Regions from separate parts of the Zea mays genome. Here region 2 is linked to region 1. Evidence: chromatin contacts called from public Hi-C data. All regions are on one chromosome and are shown on one strand. The core of a region is the stretch at or near the end of the contact, and the rest is flanking DNA. Distances in the headings are between cores, read along the strand shown. Region 1 has its middle 59 kb from the start of LOC103641219. Region 2 holds the start of LOC103641219 (cullin-3A).

Region 1 (5,399 bases), core at 1,323-3,822:
AGATTCTATCCTATCATAATAGATCTAACTAATATCAAAAGATTCTGTCTTATTCCTAGAGACTCATCTTGTCCTAATAAGCATACTTATCCCCACCACTTTGCTTATCTCCTAATAGTATAACAAACATGATCTATTCCAAAATAAATTTAGTAGATCCTATCTAGTCTAATCTGGTTACACCAATTTTCTGATCCCATCTAATCTGGTCAGATCTAATCTAACGGACAAACATGTTAGATAATACTGGTAAAATAAGATTGGATCCTACTCTGATAAATATGTTTTAACTTAAAATTGGAGTCTTAGTCCAACCTGACCATATGCAACTACCTTAACCACCCGATGGTTGCATAACCCCTTTGTTTTAACCTAACCGAGATTCTGACTTACCTACCCATATAATTTGTCATATCTCAAAAGGTTCTAACATGTCCTAATAATATTTAATCTACCCTGGTAGGTTTATCTAACTTAAACTAAGATTAATCCAGTTATATCCAATCTAATCTAGACCCTACCTAATCTAATATGGTCTAATATATGTTACAAGTATTAACTAAACCATATTCTTATAAATGGGTTTTAAACCTAAACGGGTATCTTAGACCAACTCGTCTGTGAAACCACGACCTCACCTATGTTATAGGTTGCCCAACCCATTTATCCCGAAAGCAAAGTAAAACTCTGTTTAACCTATCTACTCCATGTACCCGCAGTTGTTATCCCAACTTAGATAATGGCATAAAAAGAATTTCAGGTGTATAATATATATATATATATATACTGGAATTTCATAAAGAAAAGGGTCAGCTTGATACTCTTAACTAAATGATATTCTTAAATAGGATTATATAATCTAATGAGAGTCATTTAACAAGTGAGCACTAGTGAAATAAACTAGATCCTACTCCTATAAACCTTGTTCTCCTCTCATGCACTTAAACCTAAATTAGTGCAACAAACTAACTCAACCAAGAGCAAAAAGATTTAACTCAACCAGTAGAAACATGATGAATTGTATAATCTGACTATCCCCACCTAACATTAAACATACTTTTGAACTACATCATAGAGTCTATCTCACCCATATCTATCTCATCTTGATAGGTTCTATCTTACCTTTGGACATTCACCATATACAACTAGATATCCCAATCTTGACAAAAAACAAATATTAAACCCTACTGAAGAATCTTCAGATCATAACCGGTTACTAGCCTATTCATTCTACTGACCAAATAATTTCCCTTGCAAAACTATTTTGCCATATGCTTCTAACTCTCATGGTCAATGCCAGAAAGGGAAGATTATCAAGCAATAGCAAACAAAATGAATCCTTCAGATCCTCCACCGGTTGGAATCGACCAAGTGGTTGCCACCCAAATGATGCTAATACAACAAATGGCAAACATGGTTACCGAATTGCAAAATCAGATAAGACAAGAACGCGAGGAAATACGTTAGGACCGGCTGGACATACGTCAAGAAATAAGGCAAGCACGGTTGGAAAAACAACGACAACAACAACCTCCACCACCACCACCAGCTCCACCAAGCTACATAAACATATATATATATATATATAAATTACTACTATTCGTAAGATATAAATGTTACTTTAGTTAGTAGATGATATGATACTATTTTAGGAGGAATAATAAGGTCTAATTGACCTCATGTGTTGTTAATAAAGTATGCATCATGCTGAGATTTTTTATCGTGCATATGTGTTGAGACAATATGAATATTCACCCTTTCCTTACAAATCTCGAGGACGGGATTTCTGTTAAGGGGGTAGGATTTGTAATGCCCAAAATGTGTATAAGAAAAAATAATAAAATAAATATATGAGGAAATAAAAATAGTAAATTCAGATATCTCAAATTATACTTGAGTATTGAAAATTGAGGATAGAATCTTGAAAACCAAGAACTATTTTAGAAAAGGAGTAATAGAAATTTTTTCTATACAACTAAATGATTATGCATTTCATGAAATGATGCACCATAAGCAATCACTTTCATGAATATTTAATTTTTAAGTAATTTTAAACTCATGTCACGTAATGAAAATACCATTTTCCTAAAAAGAAAGGAACCATATGAGTGTGACTCATATTTCAAACATTTATCAAACAAATAAATCAATTAAAATAAATATATATCTATTGCTCCATAATTGATTGTGAGTATGTATTAAATTTGAATTCTTAAACTATATCCTAAATTAGAATTTGGAATTAGAATTTTGAAAGTCAAAAAGGAAATAAATGAGAAATGAAGGAAAGAAAAATAAACACTATGGAAAGGAAAATAATATTGATGCAAATAGTAGATGTTATATCTTAATGTGGGATGAGTTTTATATTTGGGATTTGAAACTTGAATTTGAAATTCAATTTGAGGATATACCAATCTAAATAGAAAATAACAAAAGAAAAGAATAAAAGAAAGAAGCCTGCTACCTGTTCTAGGCCACAGAACTAGAATTCGGCCAAGTTCCTTACCTCCTGCGGCCCATCCCGAAGCATCTTGTGCACGTCGCGCGCCTGCCACTGACTTGTGGGGCCGTAGGTCAGCCTCCACCGTTTTGACCACGCGCTTCCAAGTCACCGACGGATGGGCTCTGGCATCACTGTCGCTGGCCCGTGAACCCAACACGTCAGCTGGACCCCCTGCCGCTGTAGATCTTCCCCATGGTTGTTGTGTTGCTTGTGCCGTCAATCTCGCGGCCGCCTCCCCGGTTGGACTCCGTCGTCGGGGGTATAAATCGCGTGCCGCCACGCTCCTTGGACCAAGCCATTACCGATCTGCGCGCTCGCCTAGGATCCCATCGAAGCTCACCACCACCGAAAAGCCAGGACTCGTGCGCCGGTAACCTCGACCGCGACCGCCGCCGCGGTCCACCATCCTACACGTCGTTGCTGGCCACCTGGGAACGTCCGACAGTTGTCGCGTGGGCGCTCTTCACCTGGGCGTTGTTGGTGTGAGATCTGGGGCAGTGGGCGTAAGCCGGATTGGTCGCCGTGGTGTGCTCAACCTGGCGGAGCTACGCCACACCATCACTTGTTCGCATCTTCACATCGGCGGGGACACATACCCTAGGAGCTTCGCAATATCACACCAAGCGTACCCGTGGCGGTGGCGGGCTCTGACGGTGGAGGTAGAGGACTGGATTGCTCGCCGGAGTGCAACGAGAGCCTTAGTCCGCCCCACGCCCGGTTCTGCGCGCACGTCGTCGTGATTTCCGGTATGAGCCCCTTTCATAGTTTAGATTTGATCCTCGAGTGTTTAGATGGGTCCTGCGTAGTGAATCAAGCACCGTATCAATGTCTGGGCTGTCGCCGGCGATGTTCCGCCATATAGGGGCGGCGGCGCCGCTGTTCCAACCGTGAAGGGAGGAAGAGAGAACGTGGGCTAGAGATCTAGAATTCAAGGGCTAAGATTAGACGATCGCATACCCTTTCGCAGGATTCGGTCTGATCCGTTGATCTAGATCGGACGGATAGAATCAAATCCAGAATAATAAAATCCTCCCCGTCGCATTTGCATCCAACGGTTCTCGTCGCGTACCGTTTCACCGCCGCGCCGATCTAATCTAGGGCGCGGATTGACGATCCAACGGTCAGAAACCCTCGATACCCTTTCGCCCGGCTATTTTGTTAAAGAGCCCCTGTATTACTACTGAATCAACCCGCCGTCCAGTGTACAGGAGCCTGAATCTTAGAGAAATTGTGATTTAGGCCCTTGTTGTTCTCTATTTTTGTGTGCGAGATCGAGGGAGCAGTGAAAATAAATAAATAATTATAGAAAATGATTTCTAGTATATAAATAATTCCAGAAACTCATTTTATTCATAAAAATTCATATGAGGTCCAAATTAATCTATTCTAGTTCCTATAATTTTATAATAATGTTGTTTATCACATAGTGTCTCTGTTTTGACATAAAAACTATATTAAAATTAATCTCCTAATTAATCTAGTACCTAGCACATAGAACCTTCAGAAATTCATAACTTTATCGTTTTAATTCCGATTTGACTCGTTCAAGTTAAGTTAGTCTCGTACAAATATTTACTATGCAATAACAACATTTATTATACTATGTCTCATTATTTTATGATTAGATCTGTATTTAACTAATGTTGGTTAGTCTAGTTAAACTACTTATCATTATAGACTACTAGAATATGATCTATGGTCAATTTATAACTTAGATTAAAGTTGAGATAATTATTTATAGAATAATCTCTTATATGATTTATATTAACCAATTTATAATATAGTTTAACGTTTGAATCACAAAAATCCTCTATAAAATCATAACTCCTTACCGTAACTCTGATTTTAGTGGTTCTCGTTCCCACAATCTCATAGCAACGCGTAGATCATTATTATGCAGTATGTTCTTATGTTTTGTGTGATGTTAATTTTGTCTATACCATGTATGATTGTATTGCTACGACTAGCGGTGTGGTCACGAGGATCCAAAGAATCACCCTGGTAACTGGAATCTCAAGTGCCAGGCAAGTTGTGCCCTTGATCCACTTTTGTTACCCAATAATATTCTGTATTATCACTATTCATGCATAGGTTTAATTTTGATGGGACCTAATAGGTCACCATAGACTGTTTATCTTTTTACCTTGTTTACCCCTGAATCATTGGGTAGTTATGCTATTGCTTTACATAGTTTTTGGGTTAATATTTCATTATAGCCATGTTTCTATTATTTTGTTATGTTAACTATGTTCATGATAAGATCATTATGTTAATGGGAACATGGAGAACCACCCGGGAAAATAGTGCTACCACAAGGGTAGTATGGGATGCCTTTGGCTGACTAATTAGAAAAGCTAGTGGATGACTACCTTACCCGAAAGGGGCAATGGCAGTAAGGGAGTGGTTAGTGTAGGGAGGTCCTTCGGTTGATTTTGTTGCGATGGCGGTCAGGCGAGGAATCCCTGTATTGGAGCTTCCTAGAAACCGTAGCGGGTTTTCTGAAGCTAGTGGAACTTTATAAAGGCCTCGTAGTGTTACCCTGCCTCGCTTCCTTGATAGAGGTGTATGTGATTCATGACCCCTTGCCAGATGGGTAACATGACTTGTGGGTAAAGGTGCACAACCTCTGCAGAGTGTAAAACTGGTATACTAATCGTGCTCACGATCATGAGCAGCTCAGACACTCACATGATTAATTTATGTAACTTAAATTCAATTTGTCATTTGCATTTGCATGGGATTATTTATTAATTTTGTTCTATTATTTATTATGGTTTGGTATTTACTTACACTTAGTAACTGCTAATAAAATTTGACCAATTTATTAAAAGCAATGCTCAGCTTTAACCCCTACTGTTGATCAGCTTTACACATCACATGAACTCCCACCTTT
Region 2 (5,399 bases), core at 989-3,488, 59 kb after region 1:
TTCGGGGTGTGGCAGAAATCTGGATCTGTTCTGTAAAGTAAATGACATCCAGCTCCGTTTGTGGGCATGTTATTGCTAATGTGTATTAGTTTAATCATAGTCGCCATGTATACAAAGTCATAAAGCCTAGTTGCATGCATCAGGACTCCTAGGAACCTACCAATTAGATGGTTAGTCACTGGAAACAAAATAATAAGTATTAAGTAATAGCTTGCAAGGTAAGAAATTAGATTAGATATATGCTAAAAAGATATATTTCGATCAATCCTACCAAGCCATGCATGGAGAGTGGTGGAGCACCATACTGGCATCTCCTCAGATCAGTAGACAAGGGAATGGTGCAACCCATTTACTTGGACTGCTAGGTGCCAACTATGCAGGGAGTACGGATGCCACGACATATTAGGTGTATATATATAACTAAGGCAACAAATTAGGGAGTACAGGGACACACGCACAAGATTGTTAAGGGAGTTCTCTAGATAATAAATAATATTTATGTAAGTCTAGATGGCAGTTCTCGTCGGTTCAGCCAGGGGCGGATCTAAGGGGTGGGCAAGGTGGGACATGGCCCCACCTCATTTTTTTTAGGTATACAGCGAAATAAACAAACTTTTGTATAGTAAGTGTGGACAAATCTAATGAAAACTAGGTTTTGATGTTTTTTCTCTCGATGCTTCACTGCTCAGTCCACTCTCCACCTGAGCCATTCGATTCTCTTCCCTAGCGCAAGCCCACTCGTGGCTCACTCGCTTCTTCGGTCATCGACTGACCAGTAAGTTGGTGACCTAACCCACCCACTGCAGCGCCACCTTGCCTTCTCATCACTCGTCAGCTCGTCGCGATCCTGCACACAACACTGATACTTTGCCTCCTAGTCCACACCAGCAGATGGGCAAGCTGTTGTTGGGACCGTGGCATCACCTATACCTCGCTAACTTATTAGGGTCCCACCACGCCGTTGCAACACGGCAATGGTTGTCGCTTGCCGTCACCGTCATCTATCGCTACCTCGCCTCCTGCACTCGCTCCTCCCACCTGTCGTCGTCTCACCGACGCCATCTCACGTCAAATTCGATGACTCACCACAACTACGCGTCGATACGGCTGCTCCACCCCAACGCCTCGTCCTCAGCCAGTCCACCTATTTTCTCTCTCTAGCTCTCCTTTAGGTAGCCAAAAAGGTCTTTTTTGGTATTCATATCATTTTGTAAAAACTAGATGTTATCATTTAACATTCATGTTATTATCATCAATCTACATTTAACTAGTAGTCTAGTCCGATAATTTGTCTTTTGCACTGTCGGCCCCACCTAGAATTTTGTTCTGCGTCCGCCACAGGGTTCAGCTCTGGGGTATGTATATGTAGCCCAGAAGTTAAAACAGAAGCATCCAACGTCCAAACCCGAATTTCCTTACTTGCATAACAAGGAATCAAAACAAGATCTCCAATAGTTTAAGCATTTAATGGCGAGACCCAGAGAATGACGCTGCAAATGGCCTAAAGGCTTCGAGCAACTACCAAAATTCAATAGCACACAAAAATAAGGACATGAGCAAGCATGCACCAACAATAAAAGATCATAATATCATGTTGACAAATTATGGTTACAGGATAAGCCCTACTACACTAATAATAAGACATATGAATCAAGATCAATCTATTCACAAACATTCGCATGTCATCATCTAAGATGCATACAAGCCCACAGGAGGATCGACTATAAATTAAAAAATGGAAAATTACATATCAGCAATCAGCACAGCAATCAGTCCATTCATGGCCGCTATCTATCCGAATCATCCGCGATCATACAGCGCGACCTAAGCGCATGGAACAGGGCGGCAACCGAAAAGTCGGGGAACCGGAGGCGGGCGCGCAATGTTAACCTGTAGAGCTCCTCGAAGGAGAGGCTCATGGAGTTGTGGTTGTAGATCTCACGGATGGCATCATGGAGCTTCCGCCACGACTTGTCGAAGAACTTGGGGTCGGACTCAACGCGGTACTCGTAGGGAATGATTTTCGAGTTCCGCCTCTTCTGGCCGCCGCCGCCGTTCATCATCTTTCTCCGCTACACCGCAGCCGCGGCCGACGGGGGGCGATAACCACGTGCTCCGGGCGAGGCGCCGGGGTTCCGGCGAGGTGGTGGTCTGGTGGGGGAGTGGGGAGCAGGCTAGGGTTCCGTTGTCTGAAGGGAGGTGACGGAAAGTCGGAAAGGGCTGGAAAAGGATGGCATGTAACCACATTTTATATTGTCTTTTGGAGGGTTTTTAGGGGCTCGATAAAAAAATTACACTAGTGTATGCTGCGCAACCTGTACGCAATGTCAAATTCGATTATTGGATTTCAAATTTTACATAAATATTATATATTAGTTAATATAAAATACAGTATATTGCATCTACATCATCATTCCCCATTGAGTAAGTAAGAAAAAAACGAGACCATAAGAGCCAGTAAACTGCATGCACCAGGATTAGGCTCTATTCTAGTTTTTGAGAATAAAGACGTTCTATTCTGCGTTTGACAGAATAGAGTCACTCTATTTTTATTTGGTTGAAAAGGAAAATAGAGTAGAGTTGTTCTTTGTTTGGTTGAATAGTCACATAAGTGTAGAGGGAGAAGAGGGAGGAGAGCGCTCGTGTCCAGAAAAGTGCTCGCATCCGGTCATTTTAGTGGAGTGGGAGCATTTCAACTATTTATGGTAAATTTTAATACGTAGATTCTAGGAGCTGTTCCGCTCTTCTTTTATTGGAAACCAGACATCTAGAAAATATGAATGAAGTCGTTTTATTCTCCTCCACTCCGCAACCAAACACACCCTAAGGTAAGAAGAAAAAAGGGACATAAGAGATAGCAAACGACATACATCGACATTAATCAGAAGCTGAGAACAATCCATTCCCATAACCTCCATGTGTAACCATCATTTATTTTTATTTTGAATGAACTTGTTGGCGCTGATTCGGGCACCAATCACTGCGATGAGAACTGACGACGGTGTTCTTTGCCCAGGCGCGGACGGTCCGCGATCTGGCACAGGGCTCGGGTCCCATGCCTGATGAGTCAGACGGTCCGTGCGTGCGCAGGGACGGCGAGGTTCGGCCTGTTTGGTTCGGTCAAAAAATTCAAAAAAATCGGGAAGATAATTAAAAAAATTGTTTAAGTGTTTTCAGGAATTTCAGAGATCCTTTGTGAATTTCTCTAGGTCACAATACAACTCTGTTTCAAGTGAAATTTTGTGTGCTTCCATCCTTTGTGATTTTGGATCAGTGATAAAAAATTCAGAATATTTCGAGCTCTTTTGTTGGTACTCCTTTGGAAACGCGCTTTTGATTTCTACTAGTGCTAAAAAAATCTGCTCTATTTACATAACTGTCATTTCTACTAGATACTTGTACCTCCTTTCTTGTGCTTTGGTCCAACTGTTCTATTACATTTTCTAGGCCAGCAACTAGGACGAGTACTTGGAACACTTATTCAGCATTGCTATCTGTTACTGACTTGTGTGCCCCATATATATATATATATATACACATACATATATATAGTCAGCCTTCCCAGAACTCCAGTTTTCTCTCGAGCAGAACAGGTACTCCTTTGCAATCACACCCACGTTCGTTGGACAGTCACACCGGTCACCGTTTGCCACCTGCAGTGCTGGTAAGAACGTTGTAAGAGCGGGGTAAGACGCTTTATAATTTGTATTCCACCACCACCACCACCCTAAGAGATAGTTGTAGGGTTCACATTGTTTGTTTCCTTTTTGTCTCTGTTTTGTGCTAACAATGACAGGACCAAAGAATCAAATGGACAAGGACAAGGGGCCTAAGCTTAACGACGATGAGTGTGTCTCTCAGATAGAATTGAAGGAGATGATGTGCGCGATGACTGAAGCTTAAATATCAGGACTCTGCCTCGACATCCTATGAGCAGCTTGATCGACGAGTTGTTGAACTTGTTACACGCATGGACGTACTGGAGGCTCGTCCCCCACCACCAACTCCAGCCCTAGCTCACTCTCCTGTGGACGACGACGACGATGACGACAATGTTTATGCACCGCTGCGACAACACCTCGCACGTAATCGACAAGGTATGGGAGGTAATGGTAGACGTCGTCATCATAATCCTGAACCAGACCATGATCCATTTGCTAAGATTAAGTTCTCTATTCCACCGTTCATGGGTTCTTATGATGCTAAAGCTTACTTAGACTGGGAGATGACGGCAGAACAAAAATTTAATTCCCATCTTGTTCCTGAGCAGCATAGGGTTAGACAAGCCACTAGTGAATTTAGAGATTTTGCTATCATTTGGTGGAATGAACTTGTTAACACACGTGCTGCACCACAAACATGGAATGTGTTAAAAGAGGAGATGCGAGCTCACTTTGTTCCCCCTTCTTATAGACGTGATCTTCGAAAAAAATTGCAACGCTTAGATCAGGGAGACATGTCGGTACAGGAATACTACCAAGAGCTTCAGAAAGGTATGCTATGATGTGGGGTAGTTGAGGATCCAGAGGATCAAATGGTTCGGTTTTTATGGGGGATTGAGGCGGGAGATTCAGGATATTGTTGATTATAAAGAATATCATTCTATACAACGCTTGTTCCATCTTTCTATGTTGGCAGAAAAAGAATTGCAGGGTCGTCAACAACGGAGGAGCAGCACTTTCGCTCCATGCCATCCACCGGCGCCAGCCAAGGCGTCATCATCTTAGGGCGTACGGACGTCCACATCTTCCACTGTACCTTCGGGTGTTGCAGCAAAACCTGCTACGACCACCTCTTCCACAGGCCGCTCCTCCGACATCAAGTGCCACCGCTGCCAGGGACTTGGCCATATTCAGCGAGATTGCCCCAGCAAACGGGCATACATTGCTACTGATGATGGTGGGTATGTTAGTGCTTCTGATGTTGAAGATAAAGATACTGTTGGAGCTAACATTGCAGAGACTTATGATGGTGATGAAGAGGTTCTTGGTACAACAGCGACCGAGACCTATAAGGCCTTGATTGTGCAACGAGCTTTGAGTACCACGGCTAGTGACGACGACAACAGACAGCGCCACAACCTCTTCAACTTGTTCCTCATCGTCAAGGACTGCCGTTGTCGGCATTTCGACCCCGGGGGGTCCCTGGACCGACGAGTAAATTGTCGCCGCGTGTCCCAGCCCAGATGGGTCGGCGCGAGACGGAGCACGAAGGGGAAAAAAGGAGACAGGCAAAAAGGGGAAACCCGCGGCCTTCGTGTTGTCCTGCGCCCAGGTCGGGTGCGCTTGCAGTAGGGGGTTACAAGCGTCCGCGTGGGAGAGAGCGAGAGCCTTATACGCGTCGGCCCGTCCTCCCGCGCGGCCAACCTTCTCGTACGAGAGCCCTGGACCTTCCTTTTA

The links. Hi-C and Micro-C count contacts between places; a contact is called where the count stands out from the background.
Region 2: a Hi-C map of tassel shows a contact between it and region 1, with 1.9 times the contacts expected there. The contact joins the promoter of LOC103641219 here to the enhancer-like site in region 1. A contact is called at or near these places in 4 of 25 Hi-C or Micro-C datasets (bundle sheath, ear, leaf and 1 more).

Annotation. Positions count from the first base shown.
Region 1 is chr10:73,951,074-73,956,472 of Zm-B73-REFERENCE-NAM-5.0, forward strand. No RefSeq gene overlaps it. Among protein-coding and RNA genes, the nearest start is that of LOC103641219, 59 kb to the right of the region's middle. Within about 2 kb of position 2,573, at least 18 of the 20 cell types and tissues checked have an H3K27ac peak or open chromatin away from gene starts, as enhancers often do. A contact at or near this core is called in bundle sheath, ear, leaf and 1 more, where this site is marked.
Region 2 is chr10:74,010,767-74,016,165 of Zm-B73-REFERENCE-NAM-5.0, forward strand. LOC103641219 (cullin-3A) reads right to left here and starts at 2,239. Exons shown (of 2, transcript XM_035963397.1): 1 at 1,891-2,239.